Regions from separate parts of the Sus scrofa genome. Here region 1 is linked to region 2. A link is a contact called in public HiChIP or PLAC-seq data. All regions are on one chromosome and are shown on one strand. Each heading gives the region's core, a stretch centred on a gene start, on an enhancer-like site or on the middle of the called end of the contact. The rest is flanking DNA. Distances are from core to core; before and after follow the strand shown.

Evidence for each region. HiChIP or PLAC-seq counts read pairs in DNA pulled down with a chosen protein or histone mark.
Region 1: a contact with region 2 is called in an H3K27ac HiChIP or PLAC-seq map of skeletal muscle. The contact joins two enhancer-like sites. A contact is called at or near these places in 3 of 47 Hi-C or Micro-C datasets (heart right ventricle, skeletal muscle and subcutaneous adipose tissue) and 2 of 2 datasets of contacts at active chromatin or transcription factors (alveolar macrophages and skeletal muscle).

The regions. Positions count from the first base shown.
Region 1 is chr3:77,519,685-77,524,181 of Sscrofa11.1, reverse strand. No RefSeq gene overlaps it. Among named protein-coding and RNA genes, the nearest start is that of LGALSL, 43 kb to the right of the region's middle. Within about 2 kb of position 3,246, at least 54 of the 83 cell types and tissues checked have an H3K27ac peak or open chromatin away from gene starts, as enhancers often do. A contact at or near this core is called in alveolar macrophages, skeletal muscle and subcutaneous adipose tissue, where this site is marked.
Region 2 is chr3:77,444,498-77,448,948 of Sscrofa11.1, reverse strand. No RefSeq gene overlaps it. Among named protein-coding and RNA genes, the nearest start is that of AFTPH, 24 kb to the right of the region's middle. Within about 2 kb of position 1,523, at least 46 of the 83 cell types and tissues checked have an H3K27ac peak or open chromatin away from gene starts, as enhancers often do. A contact at or near this core is called in alveolar macrophages, skeletal muscle and subcutaneous adipose tissue, where this site is marked.

The sequences.
Region 1 (4,497 bases), core at 1,997-4,496, 74 kb before region 2:
AGTCATCACAGAAACGTCTATTGGATCGCACTAGTCTACAGCATAAAGATTTTCTTCTAGAATGAGTTATCATTACAATTAGCAGTAACACACAATTCATCAAAATAACACAAATACATCACATGTTTATTGAACATTCTGATAAAATATTATTATTCAAAAATGTTTATTGGAAATGCTTTTCTCAGTGAGGTGGTTAGTGCTTTTTTTTCGTGTGGATAAGCATTACTTTCTCTAGAATGAGAGTGGGTTCAGTATCAATTCTATCTTTAATTTTTCACTTTAAAAAATGTAAGTGCCAAGAAAACTTATTCAGAGTGGAAGGGTTTTATTGTATTAGTATTATTTGATTCTTTGAACTCTTTCTGAGTGGAATACCAAAAATCACACATAAGGACAAGATTATTATTAATAATTTATCATCTGATATCATTAAATGTTCACTAGTTTCTCCTTTACCTTTGTTAAAATAATTGGAAAATATCTGATTTGCCAAAGGATTTGTAATCCAGTCATCAGAGTAATTCACTTTCTCAGCTAGAACCAATACTCTGAATTGTCCCTTTGATTGGAGTCTGGACATTTTTACAAATGACAAAGTGACAGGATGGACTACATCTTTCTTCTGAACAACATGGGAAAGGGAGAGGAAACGGAGAACAGCTCAAACACAGGGAGACCAGTTTTAGTAAAGAGGACATCTGGAAGTGAGCATCTAGATTCTTTAATAGGATTTGTACTGCAAACTTTTAGAATGTCTTCATGAACCCTGGGAATATTGCTTACCCCAGTTTAAAAACCACTGCTCCAGGAATCCAGATGTTTCTCAATTCAGCCCTTACCCTTTGGTCTCTTAGCCTCCACATTTCTTTATTTTATTTTTTATTTTTTTGTCTTTTTCTAGGACCACATCCGCGGCACATGGAGGTTCCCAGGTGAGGGGTCGAATCGGAGCTCTAGCCTCCAGCCTAGACCACAGCCACAGCAATGCCAGATCCGAGCCGCATCTGCGACCTACATCACGGCTCATGGCAACGCCGGATCCTTAACCCACTGAGCAAAGCCAGGGATCGAACCTGCAACCTTATGGTTCCTAGTCAGATTCGTTAACCACTGAGCCACGACGGAAACTCCAGCCTCCACATTTCTTTACCCAAATATATGAATTTGTACCCCCACGGTTAAAGGCCTATTTTTTCTCTCTTCCTTTCTATTTCTTTCCAATATTTTATACCTAAAAAAGATATCTATAAAGATACACATATATTTAAATGACATATAAATATAGTATATACTAGCAAGTATAAATTTACCTGTAAATTTATATAGTATATAATAATTAGGCAAATACCTATGAATCCACCATTTAACTTAGTGCCAAATGATCCTAATGAAGTAGAACAATACCAAATGACCCTAATGTCTCAGTTTCCCTCATTCAGGGCACATGATCAGATGGTACTTCCCCACTCCCTTGAAGATATACATGGTCTTGTGACTTGTTCTGGTCAACAGAATGCCACTTCTGGATGTCCTATAAGAGCCAGTGCCTGCTTTGTCACATTCCCTCCCCCCACCACACTTACTAGAGACACAGCAATTGGTGGAGATCCTTTTCACTGGCCCATAATGAACCTTTGTTGTATTTAAGCCATCGAGATTTCAAGGGCTGTTTGTTATGGCAGGATAACTAGCCCCACTGTATCTGAAACTTCATGTATATCCCTTAGTAGTCGTATTCCTTTCCCTCTTTCAAAGAGATAACCAGTGTTAAAACAAGGTCACTCATCCCAATAAGTTATTTTGTTTTGGAAATTGTTATTTTTTATAAACCTCTTATTTATGTCAGTAGTAATGCACTTATTATTGTTACGTTTAAGTGAGTTATTAATTTTTTGAATTCTTAGGTTTAATTTCTAATGTGGTCAATATTGGTTGATATTACTCACTTAAGCAAAAGTTATTTGGGGTCCTCAACAAAATTTCAGAGTGTAAAGGGGTCCTGAGACCAAATGGTTTGAGAACCGCTACTCTAGGACGCAAAACTAAGAATGGAATTTCTAGGTTGGTTTTGCACATCTTTGAATTTTCTGTGTAATGCAACAAGCTCTCCCAAGTGGTTGTACCAAGTCACTCTCCCACCAGAAGCACTGAAGAGTTCCTATAGCAGCACAGACCATCTACCTTCTCTGAAAGCCTCAGGAAGGGGATGAATTTTAAAAGCATCCCCTCCTCCCCTCTGTCTCCACCTGCCCCACACAGGATTTCCAGGTGGACTTCCCAGGTGAACTAGACTTACTGTCCACTTCTTGAGAGGAGGGGGCTCCCTTGGCTCTGGGGAGCACGGCGAGGCTCTGAAGTCAAAGAAATCATGAAATGCCCCAACCCCAGTGGGGAGAGCTGTGGGTTGGGGTTCTGGAAAGGAGAATGAGTTACTGTCAACTGAAGGTCTGCTTATCCACTTTGGGTCTCATTGGAGCCATGCTGATCTTAGACCTCTCTACAATTATAAACATGTAACTTCTTTCCCACTCCTCGTCAAGATCCCTTGGTCCCCCATTAGAGATTTCCTTCCCTGACTCACCTTGCCAGAGCAGTCAGCCAAGGCAGGTTGTCTAAACATCTGTATCCTTTATTTATCCTCTGCAGCCTAAAAAAGCCTTCCAGAGGCCAAGGCTGGCCCTCTGGCTTTAATGGGCTAGAAAGGAGCTTTCCTGGACTTCCCCAGCCCTGTCCTAGAAGAGAGAATCTAGTAAGGCCTGTTCCTCCCTCTGAAATATGAATAGGTAGAGCTGATTTTTGCACTCCATTATTCCAAAGCATTCTCAGTCAAGGACCTGAATAGTTTATAACATTCCTCCTTTGAAAACAAACACACACACCTGGGAATAAATGCATTCATGGGAAGTAGGCTGGCCATGTGTTCAACAGCATGGAAGAATAAAAGCCCTCTTGATTTGCAGAAGCATGTTTACTCAGAACAGTTTTTAAACACAAAAAAATGCTGCTGGGTTGTGTCCACTCCCTTCAATGCCCTCTTCCCTCTGCCCTTCCCACAAATCCCCCACTTCCGGCACAAGCTGGCAGGAACTTGCTGTTCCTCAGGCCTGGGAGGCCTGCCAGAGCCCTCCCATTTTCCGGAGAGATTTTCTTCTATTTCTAAGTAGAGTTGTTTAAAACCGGATGCCACATGGAGCCTGGGCTCCTTGCCCTTCAACCCCCCCTCGCTAACCCCTGGCCCCACCGAGCAGGCTCCTCCTCCCTTCACTGTTGTTGACTTTGGAGCTTGACAGTGTAACCACAGCTGAGCTCCTTCTGTGGAGCAGGCAGGCACAGGCTCCAGGCCAATCGGGGGAAGCTGCCAGAGGAAATTGCACTGGGCAGTGAGGCTCCCCAAAGGCCTTCCAGCCACCTCTTCTCTTAAGGCCCACCTTTCCTTCTCCTCCAGCCTCACTGTCCTAGCATCCTCGGGCCAGAAGAATTAGACCAGCTCCCCCAGCCCAAGTCCCTCAGATGGGGGCAGACTTAAGCCAGCACAAATGACAGATAGTCTAGCTGAAAAAAAACAACAAAAGGAGTGTCAATGGTTTTCATTCATTCTGTTCCAATACACAGCCATTCATTCACTTGTTTTTTATCCAACAAAGTATCTGCCATGTACCAAGTGCTATTCACAGTATTGTGCTGTCACGGATCTTATGTGCTGATAGACATTAGGAATTTTATACAAGGAAGGAAGGAATAGGTTGTTGTTGGAAATATGACAATAAAGCAAGTAATTAGAAGGCTGCTCAGACTCAGAGTATGAAAACATCCTTTGGCCCTGTTGCAATCTTATAGGTGTATCCAGGGCTCCCCAGGCCTGAAGCCCAGATCTAGTAATCAGGAAGGCCGGGAAACCTACCATGAGTATAATGGCTAATGGGAGTGGGAAATTGGAATTGCAGCTTTGGATTTCCCCCAACACATGTGCAGGAGGAAGTGAGCTATCTGAAGCTTGGAGGCGTGGGCCCTAGGCCCAGCAGCAGCAGACCCCTCGGCTCATGTATGGGGAGCAGCTGGCAGTTATGGGGTCTCCCCCAGGCTCAGGGAGGGGCCTTTGGCCTCCTTCCCTGGTGCTATAGGAGCTGTGAATCCATTATACCCACAGGTCATCCATGACAACAGTGGGGGCGGTAGGGGGGATGGCGAGTCCAAAAAGAAACAGCCACTGCTTTCCTCAAGAGCTGTGGTGATACCTACGACTTCGCAAATAGAATTCAGTTTTCCATGGTGAACTAGTCACCTTGTGGGAGCCTTGATTGCTGTTCCTGATTATTGCATCTTAGGCAAGGCCTCTGACATTTTGCTTTCAGTTTCTCTGCATTTGGCTTATCTGTCACACGGATAGCAATCTATAAATATGCATTCATTCATTCGATGAAGATGCACTGCATGGCAACCATGTGCCAGACCCTGTGCGGGATGCTGAGAATGCTCTTTTGGAGGAAAGGCATG
Region 2 (4,451 bases), core at 274-2,773:
AAGCAATGTGTCCTCATCCTGTGTAGGCCTCAGGGGGCTACCAATGGTTTTTAAGCAAGAGAACTTCATCATCAAATATGACTTTCAGAGCATTGGAATCAGTGCTGAGGATGGAATTAGAGAAAACAGAGGTGACTAGCCATCCAGATGAATCCTAACCAGTGACTGTGGAGGAGAGAGGATAGAGATTATTTAAGAGATAGAATAATTAGGATTTCTTGGCTGGCTGAATGTGGCACAGAGTAAAAAAATAAAAAATAAATAGCTAGAAAGTTTCTTGTTTAGGAGATTTTGTGAATGATGACACCACCAAAGCAGACTAACAACATAGGAGGAGGAGCATTCTGCAAAAAAGGAGAGATAAAAAGCATGAGGAACACTTTAGTGAAAAGTGCCACATCATGATGTGTCCTGCTACAAGTGCAGGGGACAGATAATGTTGCTAACGAGGGTCACTTGTTGCCGCAATGGTTGGTTGTGAGTTGACCTCCAGCTGCATCCTGTGAGGTTGCTCTGTCTCACGTCCACGGCCGGTCTTACATGCAGATCTCGCCCCATGGCATGATCACTATGGCCATTAGAGGAACTCTGAGACTGTAGGAATGGGGCAGAACAGGCCTAGAGCCACCCTTAGAGACCCACCTAGGAGGCCTCTCCTACTGACAGTGGGCCTGGCGTATACCACTTTCATATGTTCTAAATATCTGGAATTTGGGCAGAAATCTGCGGTAGTGGGAAACTGAGCACACCAGGGTAGATATTCTGACTGTTGTGATCATCCTCAGGCCCTAATCAGACCTCCCAGCCTGAAGGATGAAGAGGGAAGAGGAGTCCTTTCCAAGCAGACTAGTCTTCTCTCCCCACCCCAAACACCTTCTACCCATGTCAGAGCCTCTGCTGCTTCTTCTTCCTTGCCCCCAAATTGTCTTCCTCCTCCACACTGGGCAAGTCTATTGGCCAGGCAGCTTCCTTCTGAATGGCAGTTACTGCCTCCCTCTGGACTTGATAGGCTGTTTGCTGCACAAATAGAAGGCTTTTGTTCAGCTTGGGGTTTTTTTTATATTGATTATTTACTTTCACCTTGTTTTAAATAAAAGTTTGAGGCACCCTGCAGTATAATTTTTTTTTTTTTTAAGATAATGGAAGGACTGGCGGATGCCTTGCTTGGGGCTGACTCCGAGGAGGAAATGTCGAGGCGCCCCCTTCTGGCAGGTTTTGCTCCTGCAGCCTTCTGCTCCGCCGAATGCTGCAGCTTTTGGGAGGCCCTGCGCTGTTTCACGAGGGAGAATCACCCAGCTTCAGAAAACGCTCTCGTTTTCTGAAACAGTGGTCAGTGTCTCCTGCTAGACTGACCATGTTTAAAATTCATTCCATCATTTTCTGCCCTTCTCTCTCACTAGTTCTTGCACAGATCTTCAAACAAATATTAATTTGTTCTTCCGTGGAACATTTCCTGGGCCCTGACGCTGAGGCAGCACTTTGCTAGCAGGGTGAGCTTTCAGGCGAATGAAGCGCACTCCCTGCCCCGGGAGTCCGGCATCAGCAGAGCTGCCCACTTTCGGTAGTAGAGCCCTCGCCAGCCCAGGCTGGGAACAACTCAGAGTAAAAGAGCTCCCCTGTCTAGGGCTCGGACTCAGGCCCGTGGGTAACTTTAGCGTCTATCTAGAATTTTCAGGAAATGGGCGTATTTAATCGGGAGTTACCTTCCTTGTTATCCTGGTCCTTCGTCTAGGCTGAGGCAGAACGAGGCTGCCCCCTGCAGGTGGGAAGAAAAGGTACGCATCCTGAAGGGGGCACTCCTAAGCTCCTCCTAGGTGACCTTCATCGCAGAAGCCTCCTTCCACTGGGCGGAGGTAGACTAGAGCAGCGATGCTTGCTCGACAGGTGAGCCGCAGACGAGCGGCAGGGGCAGCACCTGGGAACTTGTTAGAAAGGTGAATTCTCAGGTCTTACCCTAGTGCTACTGAAAGGCAACTCTGGGAGTGCTAAGTCCCCCCTTAGCAAACCCTCCAGGGAATTCTGATACACCTCAAGTTCGAGAACCACTGGTCGGGAGCGAGCAGCGTAGCCACTTCCAGAAGCTTCTAGATTGCTTGGCTTCGCGAGACTTCGTCTCTCCTGCCTCATATCAGCCTCAGAACCACAGCATTTCAGAGGTACCTACTGCATACCCCTTCCCTTTACAAATAAGAACAATGAGGCGCAAGGGCGTGTGGTTTGCCCAAGACAATCCTGTCAGGGATTCTCCCCTGTGCCTCCCAGATGACACCAGAGGAAAAGGGAGGCCAGGGAAGGTGACTCTCCCAGGGTTCCTAAGACCTACCTGCTCTGGGTTTGGGGGCTCTCTCCTTTCGCCGGTATGTCTCTCCCACGCCGGTGCCTGAAGTACCGGCAGCTGTAGACCCACGGGATGGGTCTCTCTCCATCCCTCGTCTTGTCTTGGGCGGGCGGTGGGGGGTTTGGGGGGGCGGCGTTGATGTTCCCTTCAGCCTTCTCCTTTGCGATTGCCATAGTCCTGCCTGCAACTCATTCAGAGACCAAACAGGAAGGGCCCGGCTGTGAAAGGATCACAGCAGGATTTGGTTTTGTTTTTTATCAATCTCCAGGATCTGTAACTACTTGTCAATCACAGAGAGGTAGGAAGCCACCAGAAAGAGGAAAACACATTCCCTCTCTGCGGGGTCATGGGGTACAGATAGATGTCTTTGCTGGTAAGTGCCAGTGTCTTTTTGGCAGGTTGGAATGAAGGAGATGCTCTGCCTTCCTCTCCTCGAAATGTCCAGATGCTGATTTTCTAGAAGGGTGGTGAGGGGAGGAGAAAGAGAAAAGGAGTTCCTTGGTGGCCTAGAGGTTAAGGATTTGGCATTGTTACTATTGTGGCTCAGGCTGGATCCCTGGCAAGGTCACACCAAGAAAGGGGGGGGGAGAATAGTATCTTTATTAATATGAGAATGTTTGTTAACATCATCAGAGGGGTTTGGTCCCCAAGAGATTATACCTTGAAGACACAGCTCTCTCTCAAAGACTGGTAAATTGATCAGCCCCTTTTCTAAGTGCTGCACTCAGCCACAGAGGGTCCTCCTGTACCTCTCCATTTATTATGGCCTTTGCAACAGGTCCAGTGCTCTTGTGTTTCAAGACATTACTACACATGCTCTTCTGCCCCTTTTCAGGTGGACAGGGCGGAAAGGGACTTTATACAAAGGAGAAGCTGCCCTTCTCACCCAAGGTGGAGGAGTCATTTTTACAGAGGCTTTAGTTGAATGCCGCACCTGAAAATATTGAAAAAGCACTGGGGGGAGATCAGCTAGTAATAGGAGGACTGTCCTTTTTCACATTTGCAGTGGGAGCTCCACTTCCTCTTGGGAGGTGGGCTTTGCACAAGTCTGTTCCACTCAGAGGAGCCTAGGCAGGTACTTGCAGCATGGCTGAACTTGGAGACTAAAATTAGAAGACATTCCATAAACATTAGGTGTTATCATTATTATTATTTTCATGGCCAAGTGTTGCCCAGCAGCTACCAGTTACCAGGCTGCTATATGAGCTGGAGAAATGAGTATATCCACAGCAGCCAGCCTGCCCTGAACTGGGGGCCCCGAACTGGGGACCCCCTCCAAATGTTTTGCTCTGGATAAGAACCCTGTGACCTTTCTGGGATGAGGAAAGGAATCCCTCAGAACGACGAAGACTGAATTTCTCTCCAGCCCTGCCAATGGGAACTCAGAGTCAGACTCTTATGATGATTTCAAGAAAATAATGTAGCTTTCTAACCTGAGATGATAAAATAATGCTCCTTCCCATCCCACCGAAAATTGAAAGAAAGAACCATCTAGACACACAATAGGGTCCTGGCATGAAAGATCTACTAAACATATCTAACTGCTGCAGATGAAATAAATATGACTTTGGAGAGGTGTGGAACAAGAGAGGTGGAAAGGCAAACAGGAGATGGGGTCAGGAAGAAGAAAAATGTACCAGCAAGGATCGTGTTGGAGGACATATCTGGAGATACTAGAAAATGACTATAAGTGCCTCTCCCTATAGGAGCCAGTCCTGAACACATGATCAGAACAACCAAGGTGGGAGCAGTAGACACCATACATCAGAGGGGCTGCTGGTGGCCAAGAGTGGCATGTGGCTCCAAGGAGCCAAGTTTGTCTGCAGTCAAAAATGTTTGAACTCCACAAATCAGCAGCCCTAAATGTGTTAGATTTCTGAAATGTTAAAATCCTGGAAAGGGATTTACTGCTCATCTAATCTGACCCCCTCCATTTCATAAGCGAGGAAGCAGAGACTCGGAAACATGAACCAGCTTGCCCAAAGTCACATTAAACTTGTCAGGATGCTTTCATTCACAGTGACAGAAACACAACTCAAACCAACTTAACATGCAAAAGGGAATGTATTGGCTGGTGTAACGGTGGGGACCACGACTGGTCCCCATGCCAGGG